Regions from separate parts of the Mus musculus genome. Here all the other regions are linked to region 2. Evidence: chromatin contacts called from public HiChIP or PLAC-seq and promoter capture Hi-C data. All regions are on one chromosome and are shown on one strand. The core of a region is the stretch at or near the end of the contact, and the rest is flanking DNA. Distances in the headings are between cores, read along the strand shown.

Region 1 (3,728 bases), core at 272-2,771, 520 kb before region 2:
TGGGCCATTATCTATGTGGTGTAACTAAAGTCTTAGGGCAGCCATGATCATCAAGATGATAAAGATGTATCTTTACACCCACTGTAAGCCCAACTTACAGTGAGAGAAAGGATAAAGAGAGAAACCGGACATAGAGTACCAGGAAAAGAGGCAGAAAACCAGTCTGGTTCACAGAGTTCTACAAATTGGCAGCGGCCACCTCTGTCCATTGCTGATAAGGCTGAGAGGTGAGGATGGAGACCTGGTTCAGTGACAGGAAAGCTGTTGGTGTCTTGAGAAGCCACTCTATGGGGTCCTGGGGGCAAAAGCCTCAATGGGAGAAATCCAGGAAGGAAAAAGAGGAGCGATCACAGTAAGTCCAACAGTCCTTAATTTAAAAAAAAAATTCTCAGAAATAGTCTATAGCCAAAGGAGGAAGTAGTGTCAAGAGAGATTTTTTTTGATATGAAAAACATTGTAGTGCTAATATTGATTGGAAAGATCCAAGAGAAAATAGAAAGAGGAGATGGAGCTGAGCTGGGGAGAGGTGAGGTGGTCCATGCAGCAGGTAACGGGAAGGTGGGTCACCTGTCCATAGCCCGTGGGAGGTGTTGAAAAGCAGTTATCCAGGAGAACTGAGGTAGATGGCCCAGGCCCCAGGCATGTGCGGTGTGCTTGGTGATTACATGGAAGGCTTGGAGCCTGCAGAAACCTCATAGCAGCCCTGCAAAATCAGTCTGTTAAGTGCTACACTTACAGATGAGGGAATCAAAACAGAAAATAATGGTTCAAGAGCCACATCCAAAGTCAACCGGCCTGAGAATTTGAACACAGCAGTCTGGTTCGAGGACCTATCAGCTCAACCGCTAGCTCAAGGTGACCTATTTGAAGATGTAAAAGTCTGCCACAGACTGGGCTAGATAGAATGAAGGTCAAATAAGTGCTTGTGGGGTATTGGCTGTGTGTCAAGAGTCTGTCCCACCAGCTTCTGCAACGACTCCTTACCCCACAGTTGTTAAGGATCCTGTTTCTCTGAAGAAGTCGTGGAGGCCCAGGAAGAGTCTGTTAAAAGGGGAGGAAAACTGAATTTTTTTACACATGGTGGTCTGGTTGTAAACGCCACAGCATACACAAGGGGGGAGAAGCAGTGACCCTTTGTGTGGCTCTGCCTGGCTGGAATCAAAGTACCTGCTGGAAACCTTCTACCCAAGCAGGTGTGAACTATGTGGTCCTTTCACGGCAGGAATTTTTAAAGATGCTGCCCATTCTTGGGCAGAATGCTGGCTGCCTGCCTGGCCTCTTTTAGCCGCCAAAATCTGGAGTCAAGGAGGCGAACACAGGAGTCCAGGCACATGGCGAGAGCCTTGGGAGTCTCTTTCCATTTAATTAAAACCACAGTCTTATAACACAAACATGCACTAGCTTTACAAAGATTTCTAAATAACATCTTCTGAAGACAGTGTGCTCATAACGCTACAACACTGAACAGCCAGCCACTTCCTCAAAACGCAAGGAAGCAGACAGTTAAGAAAAAAAAAAGCAGTTGTTTATCACAACTTCACTTCAGTAAGGCCTGAGATTCTGCCCAGCAGGGCTCTGCTTCCCAAGAGGCAGTGTCAACTGGGACATTTCTGGTAAATCTGAACGCAAAGCAGGGTGCCAGCCCCTGGGGGACTGTGGGTGGGACTTGGGGAGTTTGGGTGCCATCCCCGAGTGACAGATGGATGGACGGTTCATGAGAGAGAAAGGAGGAGACACGTGGGCAGATCGGTCTGGAGCGTAAGAGTGCCTGCAAAGCAAGCAACAGGCAGAGAAGGCAGAGGAACCGAAGTGAAGATCAGAGAAACAAGAAGGGCACAGCCTGTGACACACTGTGAGCCACTTGACCAGCTACTCACCCACCTCGGAAGCAAAATGTCTCTCAAGCTGCCAAGGAACTGGGATTTCAATTTGAAAGCGGAGGCTTCAAAAATAGGTAAGGTCGGGGTCCAGGTATTTCCTCGGGGTTCTTATGCGTGAGCACCCACTATTTGCATTCTGAGTTGTGGGAGCTCAGTCGGCCAAAGCACACCACACAACAACACTGAGCTTGGCAGAAATGTGCATTCGGGTGGACGAGTCCTGAGAAGTTCTAGTGTGCTGGGGTTGGGGGGGTTCTCTTCTCTCTGGGGGTGGACTATGTGGGTCAAGGGAACTTGGATGGTTTCGGCTGTGCATTGGACACAAAACTGAGATTTTGTTTCTGTCATTGGAAAGTCGGTTCTTTCTGGCATGGCACGTCGTCTAACTGTTGAATGGCTTTCAGTAAGAGGACAGAGACTCGAGTATTTTGAAGTGATTCATCTGTGGATGAATTCAAGGGAGTGTCACATTTTTTGTGAACCCAGAGGCCAATGAGGGACTACCTATAGTTAAAAGTAGACAAGGAGAACAGGGTGAGAGAATAGAGGCTTTTGAAGTATAATAACACTATTCTAAGGAACAGAACGTGGGAGAACGCAGGAGAGTTGGGAAAGATAGACTTTAGTTAGTTATGAAGGATAATTCGAGGTGTTCATATCATTTTCCTCTAACAATGGTGATATATATTCGTCAAATCTATTGTTTGCTATTATATAGATGTCTTGTTTTCTTGCCACCCCCTGCACCATGAATTCTCGCTCTGTAGCTCTAGTTGGCCTGAAACTTGCTATGGAAACTTAGATTCACAGAGTTACTTTAGTGCTCAGATTATCGGCATGGCCTGAATACCTGATATTTCTTCTGTTATTAAACTTTAGTTTTAAATTGATCATAGTCAGATGAAGCACACACACACACACACACACACACACACACACACACACACACACACATACACAGAGACACACACACACACGACTATCTACTCAGTGAGATAAATTTCTTGATTTTAGGCTTTACAGTGTTGAGGTATTTGCAAACAGCATGGAAGGATTTTGCTTAGAAGAAAGTTTTGGCCAGATGGTTCATGGTGGTTGGTGTGTTAAAATAAGTAGTTCACTAAAAGCTCACAGATAGGAAGCAGGTCAGAAAAGGGCTTTGAAATGAAACTGAAAGTAACCAGAGAAGCCATTTATTTTGGTGATCAGGAGCCCACATTTCCAAACAGAGCTGGAACTGTGTGCCAAAGCCAGCTCCAAGATGTGACACAGGGAAGAAAGAGCCTTCTCTCCTGCCCATACAAACATACTCTCACTAAGTCACTCAGATTAATTTTAAGGTAGAATATCTGTCCCTCTGCTCCTTGGTAAGTGTCCCACCTCCCCACTGTGAAGGCATTCCGCTCTCTCACCTTCCATATTTCAGCTAAAGATGGGACACTTGGGAAAATAAATGTTAGATTTTTTTCAGCAGTATAGAAAATCACCTCATTGGATTCTCAGGCCTAGGATTAGACTGAGTGTAGTTCCATAATCTCTTCGAGCAGTTCTTACAGGTGTCCCCCTGGGTCGCTTACTGTAGAACACCCTTTACTCCTGGAAACACAGAGTCTCAGAGTCCACCCCAACTGTGAAGTCAGGCTCTCAAGAGGGTCCCGCCATCCTGCCTTTTAATGAGCATCTCTATCTGATGAGCTGTCAGTTCCCTGAGCTAAGCGCAGCAGGGCTCCGTCACTGTGCAAGTGGCGCAGCTCCTAGCGCCTGGACCCACTGGGCAAACAATGTTTGAAGTCTGATCACCAGAATTCAATATTATTTAATATCACTTAATAATGTATAATAACAAGT
Region 2 (3,765 bases), core at 215-2,714:
CTGAACACAGCTGGGAACTAAGTCACTCCCGGGCACCTTCCCAAAATACAAGACTCAGCTACTGTTCAAATTCCATGTTATAAAAATGCCCATGACAAGCAGGGCGTGGTGGCACACGCCTTTAATCTCAGCACTCGGGAGGCAGAGGCAGGCGGATTACTGAGTTCGAGGCCAGCCTGGTCTACAGAGTGAGTTCCAGGACAGTCAGGGCTACACAGAGAAACCCTGTCTCGAGAATCGAAAAAAAAAAAAATGCCGATGACAGAAATAGCTAATTAAATGTCATACCCAGGAGAAGACCCTTGGCAACCAGAGTCCCCAGTAAGTGTCTTGGATCCTGGGGTTTCCCCCGGCCTGATCTGCTGGATGGTGTACCTGCTTTGGTGCTGTGCCCTCTGGCTGCTTGCTCTCTTATGCTAGGACTATGTGCTGCATCCTTATTAGACGCACTCATTTGAAACAAAAGGCGTGCAGAGCATTGTAGATCACTCTCCCTAAGGAACACCTAGCAATAAGGGCCACACCAGGCCACACAGTGAGCGTTCAGTAAATGGTAGCTGTTATCACTACGTGGTAACTAGTAACTATTCTTTAAGTGAATGGAGTGGATACTCCAGGATTTGGAAACACCCTAATATTCCTTCAACCCTGGGAAAAAGCAGCAAGCGTGGATAAACCAGAAGTATACTCTGGCAGGAAGTTTTGAAGTCTAACCGATCTTGAGTAAAGTAACTGAAGGGGAGTCATCGAAAACAGGTGGGCAGGGGGTAACCCACAAAATCCTTCTGTTAATCTGCTATTTTTATGAGATACATTTAGGAGTTTTAAAACGGGGGTGGTGGGGTGGTGGAGGGTGTCTCATAAATAGTCTAACCTGGCCTTGAACTCCTGGTCTTCCTGCCTTCACCTTTCAAGTATTGGGATGACAGATGATGAGGGATTCTATGCTAGCCTGATGAAATGCATTTGAAACTTCAAGTTGGCATCAGCATTCTGTCAGGCCCCTTTCTATAGTTGTCACACTCGGGTCTGACAGATATCTGAGGGAGTGGCTCTAGAAGAGGAACAGGACGCACTCGCACAAGCCTGGGCGGTGGACTTCCTCGAGTCACTCACTTCTCTCCGAGCCGTGATCTCCCTGGAAAGGGAACGACAGGACACGACACAACCCCGGGACCGCTCTTCCCTTCGGAGCCACATTCCCGTGGGATTTACAAGGGACATCCGTGGAAGGTGGCTGGCCTCGGGCTCTGGAGCCAGGACAAGGGTCCCTCAGACGCCAGCTCCTGCCTGTGAGAAGGCAGCGACAGGGATCTGCTAGCCAGGGAGCCAACACCTACCGCCTGCACAGCCGGACTACACCGACCGCTGCTCCCCATGCCCGCTCGGCCGCCGCCATCACTTCAGTGCCAGTGCGCTTGCGCGGACCCGCCTCCTTCTTGTCTCCAAGTCCTACGCAGACTCAGGCCCTGCAGAGAGGGCGGTCCGGGGACGCCGGTTCCTTACAAGTTGAGGGCGGTGCTGCAGGTGGCCTTTCCGCCCTCCTTTTACTGAAAGTAGATTTTTTTCCCTCACATAATATATCCAGATTACAGTTTCCCTTCCCTCTATTTCCTCCAATTTCCCCACACTTCCCCTCCGAATTCACCCCCTTTCTGTCGCTCATTAGAAAACAAACAGGCTTCTAAGGGAATATATGATATATGATATAACAAAACCTAACACATCAGAATAGGACAAAACAAACAAGGAAAAGAGTTCAAGAAATGCATATAAGTGCAGAGACACACTTGTTCACATATGCAAGAGTCCCGTGAAAATACAAAGCTGGAATGTTGCGGTAAATCTCCAATCCAAATATGCCTCAGCAATGAAAACACAACACAGTTAATATGAATACATATGTGCACCTAGTTTGGACAGATCTACCGCTACACGACCATCTTCCACATCTATGAGACCCCTTAGAGCTTGCAGTTTCTCCAGGCCATGTGCTTCTGCTCCGCTTTTCTTCTTCCTCCTCCTCCTCCGCGTCCTCTCCTTCATCCATTTTCTCCTTCTTCTTTCTCCACCTTCCATTCCACCTTCCCTTTTATCTGCCCAATCATCAGCTCTCCTTTATTTTACAAATTAAGGTGGGAAGCAGGTTTACAGGAAATCACCTGAGCGCTGACTCATTCCTTGTTCAAAACCACACACAGGAAAACGGAATTAACATAAAATATAATTAGCCCCAGGGCTATCGACAACACTGGAAGCCATAATATATATGAAAAGGGACCTACAGGGCAAAGCGGGGAGGGAGGGATGAAGAAAGGGAAAGAGAGAAAAATTGTAAAATATATGTATACATAAAATAAAAAACAAAAACAATGTAATGTAAACAAAAATGTGTAATTAAATAAATATACAAACCCAAAGTCCTAGCTTAACATTATGTGACCAGGGACCTTCAAAGATGCCAGTGAGCTGGTTCTTTGTTGACCATTCTACAGCTGGACACGTGGCCTACACTTAGGAATAGTTTGTCCTCCACGGCGAGATGGCTCCATGGGTAAGCGCACTGACTGCTCTTCCCAAGGTCCTGAGTTCAATTCCCAGCAACCACGTGGTGGCTCACAACCACCTGTAATGAGATCTGAAGCCCTCTTCTGGTGCATCTGAAGTCAGCTACACTGTACTTATGTAGAATAATAAGTAAACGTTTGGGTCGGAGCAAGCAGGGACTGAGTGAGCAGAGTTGACCGGAACGAGTGGGCCGACCGGATGGAGCAGAGATACTAAAAATTCAATTCTCAGCAACCACATGAAGGCTCACAACCATCTGTACAGCTACAGTGTACTCACATACATAAAATAAATAAATAAAAGGAATAGTTTGTCCCCCACGGTGAGATTCCCATGGAGAAATCTAGATTTTCATTTGCAAGGGGTAATCAACTTGAGATGGCTCAGGAACGGAGACAGATGCCTGCTTCTTCTTTCAGCTCTAGGGCTGACCCCATCTGATGCCAAGCCTGCCTGTTTTCTTGGTGTTCTCCATCTCCTCTGCCTCTTACACCCTTTCAGCTTTGCAGGTTGCCTGAGAGAGTTGATGGAGAGGTCCTACTTAGGGCTGAGTGTTTCAAGGTCTGTCATTCTCTGCATATTGTTTGGCTGTTAGTGGAATGTTTAGAGTCATTTTTATTGCTATATTCTTTTAGTTCAACAGTAGTTCTTGGTTTTACCCTAGGTCCCTGGGCTATCGAGTCTCAGATTCTTAGTTACCTAAGCACTGTTAGGTATGTTCTGGAATGGACCTTCAGTCAAATCAGATATAGGCTGGTTACTCCCACAAGCTTTGTGCCACCATTGCACTAACATATCTCGCAGGCAGGACACCATTGTAGATCAAAGGGTTAGTGGCTGGGTTGGTGCTTACCGTTCTCCTTTGGCAGCATGCAGAGTATCTTCCTGTGTCAAAGATGCTAGCACGTAGGGATGAAGGCTCTAGGCACCAACTTGACTTCTCTATGTTCAGTGAGTTGTGTGGGCATTGTCTTCAGCAATAGGGCCTTCCAAGTTTGTGGAAAGCATTCTATCCTATAGTCTTGGCAACCACCTGGGTTGTTTGTGGGTTCCTGTGGGGCCCCTTTGGCCAAAAACTCAACTAGATGTAGCCCATTTGGGGTACTGGAAACTTCATTTGGTGACAAGAGATATCCAGCTGGGACTCTCCTATTATTTGGAGATTTCATTTCGATCGCCTTCATCTGTGTATATATT
Region 3 (3,965 bases), core at 394-2,893, 530 kb after region 2:
CCCGACTGCTCTTCCAAAGGTCCGGAGTTCAAATCCCAGCAACCACATAGTGGCTCACAACCATCCATAACGAGATCTGACTCCCTCTTCTGGAGTGTCTGAAGACAGCTACAGTGTACTTACATATAATAAATAAATAAATCTAAAAAAAAAATGTTAAGTTGTGCATATTAATTAGGCATATGGTTCAAGAATATTACCCTAGTACTTAGGAGTCTGGGCTAGAGGACTCCTCCCTATAAATCCAGAGAAACAAGGGATAGTAAGCTTCTAACACACACACACACACACACACACACACACACACACACACACACACACACGTACACACACGTACACACACGTACACATACGGCTTGGAGGTGCATACCTACAATCTCATCAGTTATGAGACAGAGGAAGGCAGTCAATAGTTCAAAGTCTAACTGGTCTCCAAAGTCAGTTTCAGGTCAGTCAAGGCTATATATAGGAGGAGATCTTTTTTTTAAAAAGTCAGAGATGGCTGTTGGTCAAGTGCCTACTCCAGGGCATGAGGCCCCCAGCTGTGACCCTAGGGACCATGTTAACACTGCGGGGTGCAGGGTGCTGTGTGTCTGTAACCTGTAGGCCATTGCTGGTGAGGAAAAGACAAGCCAATCCTGCAGTTTGTTGGCCAAGTCAATAAACTCAGGTTCTGCTGAGAGCCCGGTACCTCCCCACAGAGTGGGGTTCAGATCAGGGCTAGCATATCTATCTCCCAAGCAGCCTTTTCTGTTAAGGCATTAGACTCCTTTCTTCTAAGCAGAGAATATTGCTTGGCTGATAGAAAAACTGGAATTCTATCCTATCAACACTTAAACCAGGAGTGGCCCAAACCTATTCTAACACCTAGGTGATAAAGGAAGAAGGCTTGGAAGTTCAAGGTCACCCCCCAGCTACCTGTCAAGTTCAAGGTTAACCTGGGCTACAAAAGGTCAAATGCAAGGTTAGCCTGGGCTGCAAAGGATTTTCTAAAAACAAACAAACAAACAAACAAACAAACAAACAAACACCAAATCCCTGGGCAGGCATGATCTCTAACAGCTACCTTTCATTCCAGTACTAGGGAGGCAGAGAAAAGGCAGGCAAGTCTCGGCGAGTAAGTTCCAGGTTAGCCTGTATTACACAGTGAATTCTTGGACAGCCAGAGTTACATAATGAGACCCTATCTCAAAAACCACCACTAACAACACCATGCTTTGCTGGACACAATTGTTTTAATTACAACATTCAGAAGCAGGCAGATTGAGCTCCAGGCTGGCTAGAGATACCTACTGAGACCCTGACTTAACAAACAACAATAATACACAAAAATCTTTCTCAGAGTTATTTTTGAAACACAGTACGTTTGCTATCTGTAGTTGCATAACATGCACATGGGACTTTTCCCTGTATAACCATTCCCAGATAAAGGATGGGCAATGGGAGGTATATACTAATTTGTTTGCTGTTGTTTTTAAATTTTGAGTCGTGTAAACAAATTACTGATTCAAAGATGGAAATATATACAAATGTTTAAAAGCAAAGCTAGTGCAAGCTCTTGCTTTGCCTAGTCACACATCTTTGAGAGCGCTCCACGGCCCCTTCTGTGCAGCCAGCAGTGGCCTCTAGACTCTTGCTGCTCTTCGCATGGCCATTTCAGGACAGCCCACACCTGAAGGTCCACGAGCAGCTGCTTTTCTTCCCTGACTTGGAAACTCCAGAGCTGGGCTGCCTTTCTGAGGTCGACAGTCTAACAACCCGCTGCTTGCCCTTGATTCTCCTTTCTGTGCCTTCTCCAAGAGCCCTGGTAAGCTCTCCGCAGTTTTGCTGACTGTGTTTTCCTGTCTCCTCTGCTGGTGCCCTCCTCCTGCAAGGCAGCGTCCAGCCCCCTGCCAGCTGGTCATCCCTCTCTAAAGAAAACAAAGCTCCACAAAAGCCTCCAATATTCTCACCGAGTCTACAAACCTGAGATTTGCCTGGCTCTTGCTTTGGAGTGGAGTGTCCCTTGTGTACAATTAAACAGGATACATTAGTTTTAAGACACAGTTCCTTGGTTTCGTTTTGTTGACCCAATCAACTGGGAATGCCCGTTCTCATAAAATATCTGGCCCTGTGGAGAGTCCCATGGGGCAGTACAGTTTGTGTGAGAGTCTGGCTTAGTTGAGAGCCCCAGTAAATTTCCATTTGGTATTTCAGAGACTGGAGCTACATGGAATATGTATCTGCAGCTGTCTGAGGCCAGGAGTTGGGGGCAGAAACATGAGACCAAATTCCTGCCCTGACATCTGTGAGGGTTGTTAGGGGGTTGTCAATTGGCTATCATTGTCTGGAATACTTTGCTTAAAAAAAAATACATTTTCAGTAAACCAATCACATCACCAAGTTGTAGATATTTTCATGGTATTAGCCATTTTAAGGTCACCACACTGTGTGTGACAACATACAATTTATGATCATTGCTTTCCTCCCAACCCCCATTTCTTTCTAAGACAGGATGTCACTATGTAATTCCTCCTGGCACTATGTGGACAGGGCTGGCCTAGAACTCACAGAAATTTGCCTGCCTCTGCCTCTCTTTATTGCTCTTTCTTAAGTGTTTTTGGGGAATTAGCTTTTATATTGCAAAGATCACAGATAGCTGAAGTATAAACTAATTCACACAACCTCAATAACTCATTAATCTGACCCTGACAGCCATAGCATCCAGCTTTTAGCTTTCTTTAGCTACAATTCCTCAGCTCATGCATGTGATCTGAGACCTCTGCCAGGTGCGCTCCATGTGCTCTGAAAGCAAGTTGCTTTCACAGATGCCAAGTGTGGCCAGATCGCAGACATTAGAACAATCCATTCCTCCCCAGAGAGGATGCACCTTCCTTCCCTTGAGTGCCTTTAGATTGCTGAGGACAAAGAGCAGAAGGCCCTGGAGGCTGGTCACTCTCCAGCACACTTGCAGGGCTCAGCAAAGCCTGTCAGAAGCAGCAAGGAGCTTCCAAGGAAGTGACCCCCGCTCACCCCCACAAAGCTCACCCACAGAGAGAGAGGCTGGTGTTACTCAGGTTTCCTGACAGGACATCCTGGCTTGTGACACTGAAAGATTGGAAGATGCCAGAAGGTGGCCTTGAGACACAGAGACTCTTGTCAAGTTTGCAAAATACCATTCAACAGCAGGTATTAACGTATTAACCCTCAACTCCATCCCTAACCCTTCTAGCCCTTTGGTATGGTGTCCAATGCTAGTAATTCCAGCACTGGGGAAGATGAGGCAGGACTATGAGGGGCCTGCATGTCTCCCACCTGGCAAAACGTAGTGCTGGGTTATTCACTATGCAAGATAAGCAGTGAGCCTGGAGGTGTTGGGACCAAGCCTGATCAACTTCGGGCTTGTCAGTGGAGTGCAGCAGCAGACAGGGCTCACCTACTCATTTACCCAGTCACAAATCACAACCCCAGCAAACGAAAACATACCTAGCCTTGGAGCACTGTAGGAAGTGCAAAGGTGGCTGAGCTGAGGCTCTCACACACACACTCTCTGTCTGCATGTGTGTAGACAGGGTTCTCATTATGTAGCTCTGGCTGTTAGAGAACTCAATATGTACACCAGACTGGCCTCAAACTCCCAGAGGTCTGCCTGGCTCCACCTCCTGAGTGCTGAGAGTAAGGGAGCACGTTGGGGAAAGGGGAGGATGGCTGGAGAATGGACAGAATAAAGCCGGCTCAGGGGCTGTTTTGGTCTCTTGTGGTGCTGGAGTTCACATCTTGGCCATTGACTACACACTGCAAGCACCCTACCCGTGAGCTGCATTCCATTCCATAGGAACCAGGATCTTATGTGTATCATGAAGAAATTTAAAGTAAAAGTAACAGGTACAGTTATCAGTAAAACCTGGAGGAGCCTTTGAAAGATTCAGTTTTGTTTCTGAGACATTTCCTGTCACTCAGACCAGCCTCAAACTCACTATGTAGCA

The links. Promoter capture Hi-C pulls out the DNA fragments that hold promoters and counts their contacts. HiChIP or PLAC-seq counts read pairs in DNA pulled down with a chosen protein or histone mark.
Region 1: a contact with region 2 is called in an H3K27ac HiChIP or PLAC-seq map of bone marrow-derived dendritic cells, with 3 times the contacts expected there. The contact joins the promoter of Arhgap25 here to the promoter of Nfu1 in region 2. A contact is called at or near these places in 1 of 39 promoter capture datasets (the 3T3-L1 cell line), 3 of 115 datasets of contacts at active chromatin or transcription factors (bone marrow-derived dendritic cells, embryonic stem cells and microglia) and 1 of 9 other capture datasets (liver).
Region 3: a promoter capture Hi-C map of pre-B cells shows a contact between it and region 2, with 2.8 times the contacts expected there. The contact joins the promoter of A430078I02Rik here to the promoter of Nfu1 in region 2. A contact is called at or near these places in 4 of 39 promoter capture datasets (the C10 cell line, hippocampal neurons, liver and 1 more), 1 of 484 Hi-C or Micro-C datasets (cerebral cortex) and 1 of 115 datasets of contacts at active chromatin or transcription factors (embryonic stem cells).

What each region holds. Positions count from the first base shown.
Region 1 is chr6:87,531,052-87,534,779 of GRCm38.p6, reverse strand. It overlaps Arhgap25 (Rho GTPase activating protein 25), which reads left to right and starts at 1,521. Exons shown (of 11, transcript NM_001037727.2): 1 at 1,521-1,954. The coding sequence starts at 1,894.
Region 2 is chr6:87,007,535-87,011,299 of GRCm38.p6, reverse strand. Nfu1 (NFU1 iron-sulfur cluster scaffold) reads right to left here and starts at 1,464. Exons shown (of 8, transcript NM_020045.3): 1 at 1,341-1,464. The coding sequence starts at 1,399.
Region 3 is chr6:86,478,508-86,482,472 of GRCm38.p6, reverse strand. It overlaps A430078I02Rik (RIKEN cDNA A430078I02 gene), which reads left to right and starts at 1,643. Exons shown (of 3, transcript NR_131126.1): 1 at 1,643-1,807.